Linked DNA regions of Callithrix jacchus: region 2 is linked to region 1. Evidence: chromatin contacts called from public Hi-C data. All regions are on one chromosome and are shown on one strand. Each heading gives the region's core, a stretch centred on a gene start, on an enhancer-like site or on the middle of the called end of the contact. The rest is flanking DNA. Distances are from core to core; before and after follow the strand shown.

Evidence for each region. A called contact is a pair of places that touch in the nucleus more often than the background predicts.
Region 2: a contact with region 1 is called in a Hi-C map of induced pluripotent stem cells, with 2.1 times the contacts expected there. The contact joins two enhancer-like sites. A contact is called at or near these places in 3 of 3 Hi-C or Micro-C datasets (induced pluripotent stem cells and skeletal muscle).

What each region holds. Positions count from the first base shown.
Region 1 is chr10:100,354,906-100,360,344 of calJac240_pri, reverse strand. No RefSeq gene overlaps it. Among named protein-coding and RNA genes, the nearest start is that of PDHX, 88 kb to the right of the region's middle. Within about 2 kb of position 2,449, at least 5 of the 16 cell types and tissues checked have an H3K27ac peak or open chromatin away from gene starts, as enhancers often do.
Region 2 is chr10:100,743,185-100,748,852 of calJac240_pri, reverse strand. All of the region lies in intron 3 of SLC1A2 (solute carrier family 1 member 2), which reads left to right. Among named protein-coding and RNA genes, the nearest start is that of SLC1A2, 19 kb to the left of the region's middle. Within about 2 kb of position 1,607, at least 2 of the 16 cell types and tissues checked have an H3K27ac peak or open chromatin away from gene starts, as enhancers often do.

The DNA of each region.
Region 1 (5,439 bases), core at 1,200-3,699:
CCAGTTCAGCACTTGAGCTCCTATAAGGGACAGACTGTCTCCTCAAGAAGCACTTGAGCTCCTTTAAGGGACAGACTGTCTCCTCAAGCAGGTCCCCAATCCCCTTATATCTAAGGAGACACCTCATAATGGAGAGCTCAGGCTGACATCTGGTGGGTACCCTTCTGGGACGAAGATAACAGAAGAAGAAACCAGCAGCAATGCTTACTGTTGCGCAGCTGCTGCAGGTGATCCCTAAGCAAGCAGGGTATGGAGTGAACCTCCAGCAGTCCTACAGCAGAGAGGCCTGACAGTTAGAAGGAAAACTAAGAAACAAGAAATAACCTCAACATCAACAAAAAGGACATCCACTCAGAGACCACAATTGACTCTCAGCCTAGCAAAAGAGAAGAAAAGAAGTTCTTGTGTTTACTGTCTGGAATATACCCTTATGGTAGTATGCAGCCTCCCCAGATCCCCTCAGTTAGGGTCACATTTCCTATTTTACAGTTACAATGCAACAGACTCTGGGTACTGTTCAATGAATATAGATTTAATGTAATAGGTATATTTCTGCAAACATATATGTAAATGAGGATTTTGTAAGCACCATTTAAAATTACCTGAAGGGTATTTTCTAAGTAACTGTAAAACTTTTTGTAAAGCAAAACTCCTTTTAAAAATAACATAATTATTTATTTAATGTGTTTTAAGTTTAGGTTTCATGGACTAATTTCAAAAAATGATGGAGGCCACCATCTTTTTCATTTGTTGAGTAAGCTTCACACCAACACAAGAGGCCATCACGCTTTGCCCTCAAGCTTTACTAAACAATGACATTTGAGCATCTGGGCTACCGAGACAGAAAAGTTCCCCCATGAGTCAGCAGCCAGCCCCAGCAAAATATCTCATGGTTCCAACTAACTAACCCACAGCCTTTCATATTCAGTTCTGCTTTCTCAGTGGTCTCTAGGAGTCTAATTTCTGGTTAGGAACTAAGAAATTGGGTTGATTTCCATTTCCATAGGACAGCAGGATATCCGCAGGATGGCAGGGGGGCTGGCCCAGTACCCCAAGTTAGCAGTAGTGAAAAGAGTGGCTGAGCCCCAGGATCTGGAGCATATTAACTCTTTCCCACCTCAAACCCTCATACCACCCTCCACCCCATGAGGTCCTGAAGGAGATGAGCAGAGAACAAGACCTGGCAAAGAGAGGTTGTTGATGGGGTTCCTACCTCAAGCCCTGATGTCTTACCTTAGACTCATCTCCAGGAGTGGGGCCCTGGGTTTCATATTAAAAGCAGGGCATATTGGTATATTTCTCCCCTAACCCCCACCACCACTGCCATTGGAATGCCTAAGGTCAGTGGTGCGCTGAAGCTGGCTTGTATCAGCTTGTGAGGGCTGACTGTTAAATTTTTAAGAACTTTGCAAGCTGATTATTGAACACAGCCATTATTAAAAGCTAAATTATATAAGCTTAGAATTCAACAAATTATATCAAAAGCAAAAATAATACTCAAAGCTCACCTCTTCCTAGTCATTTGTTCTTGAAGTTTTTACCTCTGTTGTATTTTTAATGGTGGAAACAGTACATAATGATGTACAACTATGCATCTCTTCCTAAGTCTACACTCAGGGACAATACATTGGAAGCTTGAAATCAGAGCATTTATACCACAGGAATCAGCAAATGCTACAAATCTGGGATTGATTTATTGTGTACTGTCTCTAGACAATCCACAATAAATGTCATGTTTGTAGCTGGTACACTGTGAATAGCACAAAATTTGAGAAAATATTCTTCCAGTATTTGAAAGTTGTCTGATTCAGTAGAGAAAGTACTCTCTTCATCGACAAACAAGTGAACTTCTAACTTATGTCATTGTTGTTTTAACTTTTATCTTATTCTGTTGTGTAAAGGAAAATATCAACCAACAATCAGGTCAGAAACCATAGTTATTCATCAACTGCAACCATAGTTTGACTGCAAATGAAAGAGTTCTGTAAGACAGGGAAAGCATTCTGTGATAACATACGATAAAGAGTGTTATATGTTCTATAATTCTTTGTAAGTTGTATATTTTACTACTTGTAAATCAGTAAAATTTATAACAGACTTACAATTGGTTATATATGCACATGCACGTCTTCTCCAAAGAGCTGCTTGTTAAACATTTACCTGGCTCACTACTGCCTAAGCGAAGAACAGAAACAGGTTAAACAGCCTCCCAGGCTTCTATGCCATAGGTTCACAACCTTATCTCAGCCCTTTAGTTTACTCTTCTCCTGTCAAGAAGAAAACAAAGAATAGAAACCTTTGTATAAATAGATCAAAAGGAAAAGAAATATTCCCTAAGATCCAAGGCAGATAATTTAATCTGCCTAATCCAGCCCTTCCTAAGAAGGCTGCCTCTCAAGTAGGAATGGCTTGAGGCTGATCTGACCACATCTGCCATGTGGATAAACTGAGAGCAATCTTAACAGATGGCAGCCTTGGGACTGAAGCCTAATAGTCTCCCTTTTAATGAATCCACATCAGATGGCTCCTTGGTGGCAGTGGGGAATAAGAAGGGAACAAAAGCAGTTTCTATTGCTTCTGGGTCAGATCTCGTACATGTTTGGGGGTACATAACAAAAGATCAGTGAGCATTTCTGCCTTCCACCACGTGGAGTTCATGTGAACACCACAGCTTTGTGTACAATTATTTTAAAATCATCATTACTTCTATTTGAAAACATCCTGGTAAAGGTGAAATAAAACACAAATAACAGACAAATATATGGAATCTTTAAAAATCCTGTTGTTACTCAATGGTCTTGTTTGGTCTTTAGGCCAATGCTAATAACCAACACTAACCACTAAGGAGTGTCTTTTGGTGCAGGAAGAAAAATACAGTGAAACTTTAAATTTTGCTTTTTAAATGGCCAGCTTTGCCTCTCATCAAATCAGATGACTGACTGACCATATTCTTCTTGAGCTCCTGTGCATGTGCCTATTTAACATTTTTTATATACTTCCATAAAATTGTATGTTCTATATTTTTCATAAAACGTAAGTATTTTTTGATGTTAGTCTTATTCCCCCCTACACCTTCTCCTTAATAATTTTTTCCCTTAAAAAAAGCAAAAGTCCACCAAATATCTCTTATCTGAGTATCATAAGGTAGAAACCTTGGCTAAAGAGTCATTCCCTCATTAAAGGAAGTGCAATTTTTCATTTCTGAAAAACCACAACTGGGAGAGATTTTAAAAAGGAGTCTTCAGGCTAGTTGCTTTTCAATGTCTTATTTATGGTATCATAAAAAATAAATATACAAGATGACTTATGTGGCCTCCAAATAAGAAATGAGTCAATGCTACTAGCATAAAATGTTCACATGTCAAGCCACTTTAAGAGAGAGACTGGCCTCAGAATATTGTACAAAAAAGCATGTTATGGGCTAGTCTTGACAAACAGTGCTTTTACTTTATCAGTATGTTTTTGACAGCTAGGCACAGAACAATCCAGCAGGATTCCCCCAGTTCCTCAAAAAAGGAATGCATTTGGTGGTGGGTCAGACTGACACATTGAAAGAGTTGGAGCAGGGATGAGTGGGAAATCCAATCAGTCTGGCATCCTTACAGGGTGTGAGCCTTGTGTTAATACTGTACAAAATAATTTTGTTGGTAATAGTAAGAATGAGGGGACAAGGGACATACTTTAAACTTGCAAAATAATCTGGGGAAAACCAAGGAGGTATTTCTACCTGCCAATCTCTGCTAACTGCATAGAAAGAGCATGTACTTTCAACCACAAGGATGTTTATTACATTTTCCTTTTAAAATTTTATTAGACTTTTCTCCCCTGTAACTTGTCATCCCAGAGCAAAACTAAAGAACTCTTCAGTCATCACCCTATAACTTGTCCTCTAAATACGAACACTGAGGTATTATTTTCCCTTTTGACTCCTAATTTTTAATTCACACCAGCTACCACCCCCTTCAGAAGGTTAAAGGAATACACTATACATTAATATTAAAATCTAAAGGAAATCAAATGTCAAATTACTGTGGTTTTAGCCACAGCCTTATTTCTATGATATGTGCAATCCCTGCAGAAGATGCTCCCCAGAAGTTCAACAGGCTGTGTGCACTATATCAAAAGAGAGCTATTACTCGACTCATAAATATCTTTTTAATGTGCTGAACTCCAAAATTTCTTAAGAAATAGATATTTTTAAAAGGAGACTTGTGAGACTCTGGGGTCAGACTGCCTGCCTTGAATCTGGTCATTGTGTAATCTTAGATTTGAGTTACTTAATGAACCTCCTGTGAAATACGAATACCTTTCTGTGAAATATTGGTAACGCAGTCTATCTTATTGGGTTTTAGGGAAGACTTAATGAGCTAATAATATGTATAAAATATTCAGAACAATGTCTGGAATACAGTAAGTTAGCTATTAGTATCATATTACATTTTCACGGTCAGCATATGTATAATTTGAAGAAAAGGTATTTACTTAATGAGAACCAAGTAATTAGATAACTAGAAAAATACTGAAATATCTAGCTAGAAAATGATAGTCCTATAATTTCCCAAGTAAAATGATACTTATTAATCTATATGTACCAGTTTTTCCATTTTTAAGACTTTAAAAATGCCAGGCCTGGTGGTTCATGCCTGCAATCCTAGCACTTTGAGAGGCTGAGGCAGGAGGATCACTTGAGGCCAGGACTTTGAGACCAGCCTGGGCAACAAAGCAAGATCCCCATCTCTACAAAAAAAATAAAAAATTAGCCAGGCACGATAGTACACACTTGGAGTCTCAGCTTAACAGGAGGCTGAGGTGGGAGGATCTCCTGAGCCCAGAAGTTAGAGGCTGTAGTGAGCTATGACCACATCACTGCATTCCAGCCTAGGCAACAGAGACACCATGTCTCAAAAAAAAAAAGACGTTTTATGAAGCTATTCCTCTCAGTCTCAGGACTCATTTGGGAAATAAGAAAATAAATACACAAAAGCCGTGTACCCCACTGAATCTTGAGTTTCCATTTTGTCCAAGTCACTGTCTCATGCATTCTTAGTTCACAGAAATATGACTTTCAGCATTCTCTAGTAAAAATAGCAAAAATTGAAAAAGGCGGAATCAGGGTTTGCTCTCAAAATAGGTACATTGATATAAGTGTCCATTCTCATTCTTCTAAAGGTGTATAAAACATTTAAAGTATAAAGAGAGCCAGGTGCAGTGGCTCACACCTGTAATCAATCCCAGCACTCTGGGAGGCCAAGGTGGGCAGATCATGAGGTCAGGAGATCCAGACCAACCTGGCTAACATGGTGAAACCCCATCTCTACTAAAAATACAAAAAATTAGCTGGGTGTGGTGGTGGGCACCTGTAGTCCCAGTCACTACGGAGGCTGAGACAGGAGAATTGCTTGAACCCAGAGGTGGAGGTTGCAGTGAGCTGAGATTGCA
Region 2 (5,668 bases), core at 358-2,857, 390 kb before region 1:
TCCTTCCTTCCTTCCTTCCTTCCTTCCTTCCTTCCTTCCTTCCTTCCTTCCTTCCTTCCTTCCTTTCTTTTTTAGACAGAGTCTCCCTCTGTCACCAGGCTGGAGTGCAGTGGCATCATCTCGACTCACTGCAACCTCCTCTTCCTGAGTTCAAGTGATTCTCCTGCCTCAGCCTCCCAAGTAGCTGGGACTACAGGCACGCATCACCACGCCCAGCTGATTTTTTTGTATTTTTAGTAGACATGGCGTTTCACCATGTTGGGCAGGATGGTCTCAATTTCTTGACCTTGTGATTTGCCCGCCTCAGCCTCCCAAAGTGCTGGGATTACAGGCCTGAACCACCATGTCCTGCCAATCTTTTGACTATTAAAGAGACACTTAGTATATTTAATCAGTTTCAATAGAGTTTCCTTACTCTGGTTTTCTATGGATCTAGAAATAATACCTTGTAGTTGATATGTGTGTTTTCCAGCATCCTAAATAAAAATGTTGGATATTCTTATATTTCCTGAAATGGAGTTCTTTTCTGGAGTTTTCTGGTGACTGGACATGTTGGGGGATATTTATTGCATCCTGGTGGGATATGAGAAAAAAGCCATGGCTGGCATCTTCTTTCTTGACTGTGTGAGTCTTCACAGTGTGAGTCCTGTGATTGGATGAAAGACCAGTTTATAAAATCCCCTTCCTGAGCCTTATGGGAAGGTCTTCAGCTGAAGCTGTCCTCATCATCTTGATGGAAAATGCTAGAATTCTCCTAGATTCAGAGCTAGGGCACGCAAACTGCTGTTTCTGAAGTGAAAGTAGAGTCAAAGCCGAGATGCTGGGTTTTGTTGTCTGCTCTGATAGGGAAGCCATTGTTAGTTGAGAGAACCAAGAATATACAGATTTTATTTTTACTTTATTTGCTTTCTCTCTTCCTCTGAAGACTCTCAATGGGGTTCAAGGCAAGTAAACTCCAGATCTCAACACAAAATTCACATTTGATTCTCCAGTGGTCCGACAGACCTGAACAATTTGCGCAGCAGGGGGCACTGTTGAGCCACAGCTCTGAATTTTCCTGCTGCTTTGAAGCGAGAGCAAGACGGCAAATTACTTCTTTCCCAGGCCCGGCACCAGCTTTGTCTTGATTTCCAAGAAGGGAAGCCCAACCACTTTGTTTATATTCCAAGTGACCTGGAGTAACAACTGGGGACCAGCTCTCTGGAGGCCAAGGCTACACCTGGGACAACTGGCTAAGGTTGAAAACGAGTTGACAGCAGTTGCCATTCACCCCCAAATCCTGGGTCCTTATCCTCATCCTTGTCTTTGTCCTCTTGGATTCCCCTGGGAGTCATCAGCGGGGGTTGGAACGAGATTTGCTGGTTCCGGAGCTCGGGTATGTTCAGCCTGGTTTTGTCTGGGTTATTGAAAAATGTTTTAAGGTGAATGGGGCAATCCTGGATTGGAAGGGAGGGCTTTAAAGCAGGAAGTCTAGGCACTCAAGGGATTGAAAACACATTTGGAAAGGGTTGGAAAGGCCCCAAAATCAACAACACAGGAATGGAGGCATGAAAACAGGTCTTTTCAAAATGACTTACCAGCCACCCCCAAAGTCTAGCTTCCAACCCAAAGGGAAGCAAGCAACAAAATTAAAATAGGAGTGAAAATGATGTGTTTTTGTTAAAGGGTACACTGCCTTAAGAGGTGCCCGTGGAGAAGCAGGGACTGATCCTTGTGTCTGTGTCCATATGTTTGTTTAGAGGGGACTTTCCCTCTTTGCCTTTGAGCTAAGCTCCTGAGGCAAGCCAGCAAGAGGAAGATGTTCCCTTGTTTTCTGGGAGCAGGAATATCAGGATTCTGTGCAGCTGAGGTGGCCGTGATGAAGCAGGGACTGGTCCATGCATCCATATGTTTGCTTAAAGAGGACTTTCCCGGCTGCACACGGTGGCTCTTGCCTGTAATCCCAGCACTTTGGGAGGCTGAGGCTGGCGGATCACAAGGTCAGGTGTTCGAGACCAGCCTGGCCAACAGTGAAACCTCATTTCTACTAAAAATACAACAATTAGCCGGGCATGGTGGTGTACAACTGTAGTCCTAGCTACTTGGGAGGCTGAGGCATGAGAATCACTTGGACCTGGGAGGCAGAGGTTGCAGAGCTGAAATTGTGCCACTGCATTCCAGCCTGGGTCACAGGGTAAGAGTCCATCTCAAAAGAGAGAGAGAAAAAAAGAGGACTTTCCCCCTATGCCTTTGAGCTAAGCTGCTGAGCCAAGTCAGCAAGACAAAGATGTTCCCTTATTTTTAGGGAGCAGGAAAATCAGGATTCTGTCCAGCTGTGGCTCTAGTGTCTAGTTAGGGGGCATTTTTAATTAACCCATGAGTTCTCATGCCATAAGATCACAGGGTATTTGTTGAATAAATAAATGAATGCAACCAAAGAGCTCAGTGGATGAGTTCTGTACTTCAAGAATGTCTGGCTTCTCCATCAAGAGAATCTTAGATTATTTGGGCATAAATATGGGAACCCTGGGAAGCAGGCCCTGCTTTATGGATATGTGACTTAGACAGTCCATGGTTTAAGGCTCTGCTGTTATCATTTTGAAATTTTTAATTCGGACAAGGGGATTTCAAGGTTTCATTCTGCACAAATTATGTGTAGACCCACACATTATGTAGGCAGTCCTACAGGGAAGCCACACGTGTGCAGGCTTGTATGAAATCCTCTTACTGGTGACAGTGAACATGGTAAAGATGACAGATGACCTTGAGACAATCTGCCTTCTGGCAGTGCAGTAGAATATTCTCATAAGTCGATACTTTCATAAAACAGCTTCTGAGCCAGTGTTGCACGGCAGTTAAGAGGATGTGTTTTGTAGGCAGAAAGACCTAGGCAAATATTCCTGTTCCACCACTCATTACCTGTGTGACTTCAGGGAATTTACTCAGTTTCTTTATCTGTTAAATAGGACAATATCACCCACCTGATGGGGTTTTGGAAAGGATGAAGGCAGGGTGTATGTGAAGCGCTTGGCATAGTGCCTGGGACATAGAAGACCCTGTGATGGTGGCTGTCATTGTTCTTGGAATAGCATTACTGTGTTCCTTTTAGTCTGTTGAACTTAGAAGGGGTTATCCCTCAGTCTCTTGAGTTTGCAAATTAGGCTGCTAACACTTGGTGCAGACCCACAGGTATGTTTGCTAATTCTTTCCCACAGAGCCACAGGTGATAAGATTAGAAAGTAGGCCCTGGGCTTCTTTGATCAAGTGAGTGCTGTGTTTGCACTAGAAGGGCTGTTTGAAGATTTTTCTCTTAGGTGCTTTTAATCCATAACTATTTTTACTGACAACGCTTCTGACTCCAAATGCACGGTGTCTTTCGGGCCACCAGGCGAGTGTCCTGCGAGTCAATTCAATTCTGATATTATCCATCTGGACTGTGGCTATCCCATAGGTTGAGGACTCAGTCCCACAAGGCTGCCTTCACTTCAGGTGTCAGTCACAAGTCCCAGATTGTTGCTGGTACTCCTGACTGACAGGCTGTAAATTCAGGGGGTTTCCACAACACCTTCCTCAAGTTCAGTAATTCCACAGAACAGCTTACAGAACACAGGGAAACATTTTACGGATATTTACCAGTTTATTATACAGGATGCAACTCAGAAACAGCTAAGTGAAAGAGATGCCATGGGCAAGGTATCGGGGAAGGGCTCGGAGCTTCTGTGCCTCTCTGCGTGGGTCACCCTCCCAGTTCCTGGATGTGCTCACCAACCCAAAGTTTCTCAGACTGCATTGTTTAGGGGTTTTCATGGAGGGATTATTACATAGGTACGATTGATTAAATCATTGGCCATTGGTGATTAATTCGACCTGTGGGTGGCACTGAAAGTTCTAACCCTCAATTTTTCTGGTGAGCAGTACCCATCCTGAAGCTTCAGCCACTGGTCATCTCATTCACATACAAAAGTCACCCAAAGGTTTTAGCCATATGCCGGGAACTTGGGACAAAGACCAAATGTTTTTTGTTATATCACAACCCTATAATATCAAAGTCTCCCCAAACAAGGTGTACCTGACTTTCCACTCATTTGTTCATTCATTCATTCATTCACAAACTTTCTAAGACTATAGCTGATTGTTTCAGTTGATGTTGGGTGGGAGACAGGAGAAAACGAGGTTTCAAGCCTAGGTCAGGCAGCCACTAGGCAGGGGCATCATGGAGGGCCCCGAGCCTTGGAAGGAGGGGGTGGACTGGATGACTGTTGCTTCCTTTAACACTGAGGGTCTACCCTCACCAATATCAACAAGTGGTGCTTTAAGATTTCCAACCCCTTAAAGCATCTCGAAGGTCAAGATGAGTCTGACTGAGAAATATGTGACAGAATGTTGCAATTAGCAGGTAAGTAGGTACATGGATAAAAGGAATGTATGTGGTATAGAAAAAAATGCTCATCTCCCAAATAAAACATTAAAAAAATAGCATGCAGCTAGGATGTGTAAACCAAAAATAAAATTCTAAGCTCCCAAGTCAATGAATGGACCCCTTCTCCCAACCAAAATCATTCTAAAGCTAACCTGAAACACTAGTACAAGCCATGATAGGGATGGGTGGTTGGACACGCCTCATTATACCCTCCTTTAGTTGGAATTCAGGCACAGCTGACCAGCATTAACATTAACACAGAGACCTTAAGAGTGACAGAAGAGACTCTTCGTAGCAATAAGATATCTACTGATAGATAACAGATCCTGAAAGAAATCAAAGTATTTCACCCACAAATATATTTTTTAACATTTCGAAATGCCCTGCGAAGGCTGTCTCTTGTGGGGGAAAATCTACATTTTGTAGAAAATCTTGTTCCCTTTCCAGGTCTTCTTTTTTCTGCTCCAAGAGAGAATTAACTAAGAGTCTGGCACATTTTTAAGTCTGATAAGAAACACTTATAGTCTATTCTCTCTGAAGTCAGCTACCTGTAGACCTAATCTGCATAATAAGAATCTTGGTCCCGACAATGCCTTATCTTAACCTGGATATTCCCTTCTATTGACTGCAGGTCTTTAAATAAACTCTTTCAACCAATCACCAATCAGAAAATCCTTGAATCTATCTATCATACTTCCTTGCTTCCAGTTGTCCTGTCTTTTGGAACCAAACCAATGTGCACCTTACATGTATTGATTGATGTTTTATGTCTCCCCAAAATGTATAAAATGTATAAACCAAGCCATAGCCTGACCCCTTGGGCACATATTCTCAGAATATCCTAGGGTTGTGTCACGGGCCATATTTGGCTCAGAATAAATCTTTTCAAATATTTTACAGAATTTGACTCTTTTTACCAGCAAGCACTGAAAGACTTCTATTTGATTATTTTTTGGGAATCAAGTAGTTAGACTTAAAAAAATTTATCTCTCTATAAATTGTTATGGGATTGATTTTTCATGGATATACCTATAATATGTGTGGTTGGAGCAAGCCATATTAAGGGACCATTGTGTAAGGGTGGAGAGTTTATCCATAACATATTTATTCATCCTAGATGAAATCTATATAATTAGACAGAAGCATGATCTTCAAAAAACCCACAGTATTTATCTCATTAACCATCAATAAATGTCTTTAACATTGGCATATTTTATTTCAGATGCATATACACATGTCAATACATTTTTATAGTGGGAGCATAACCTA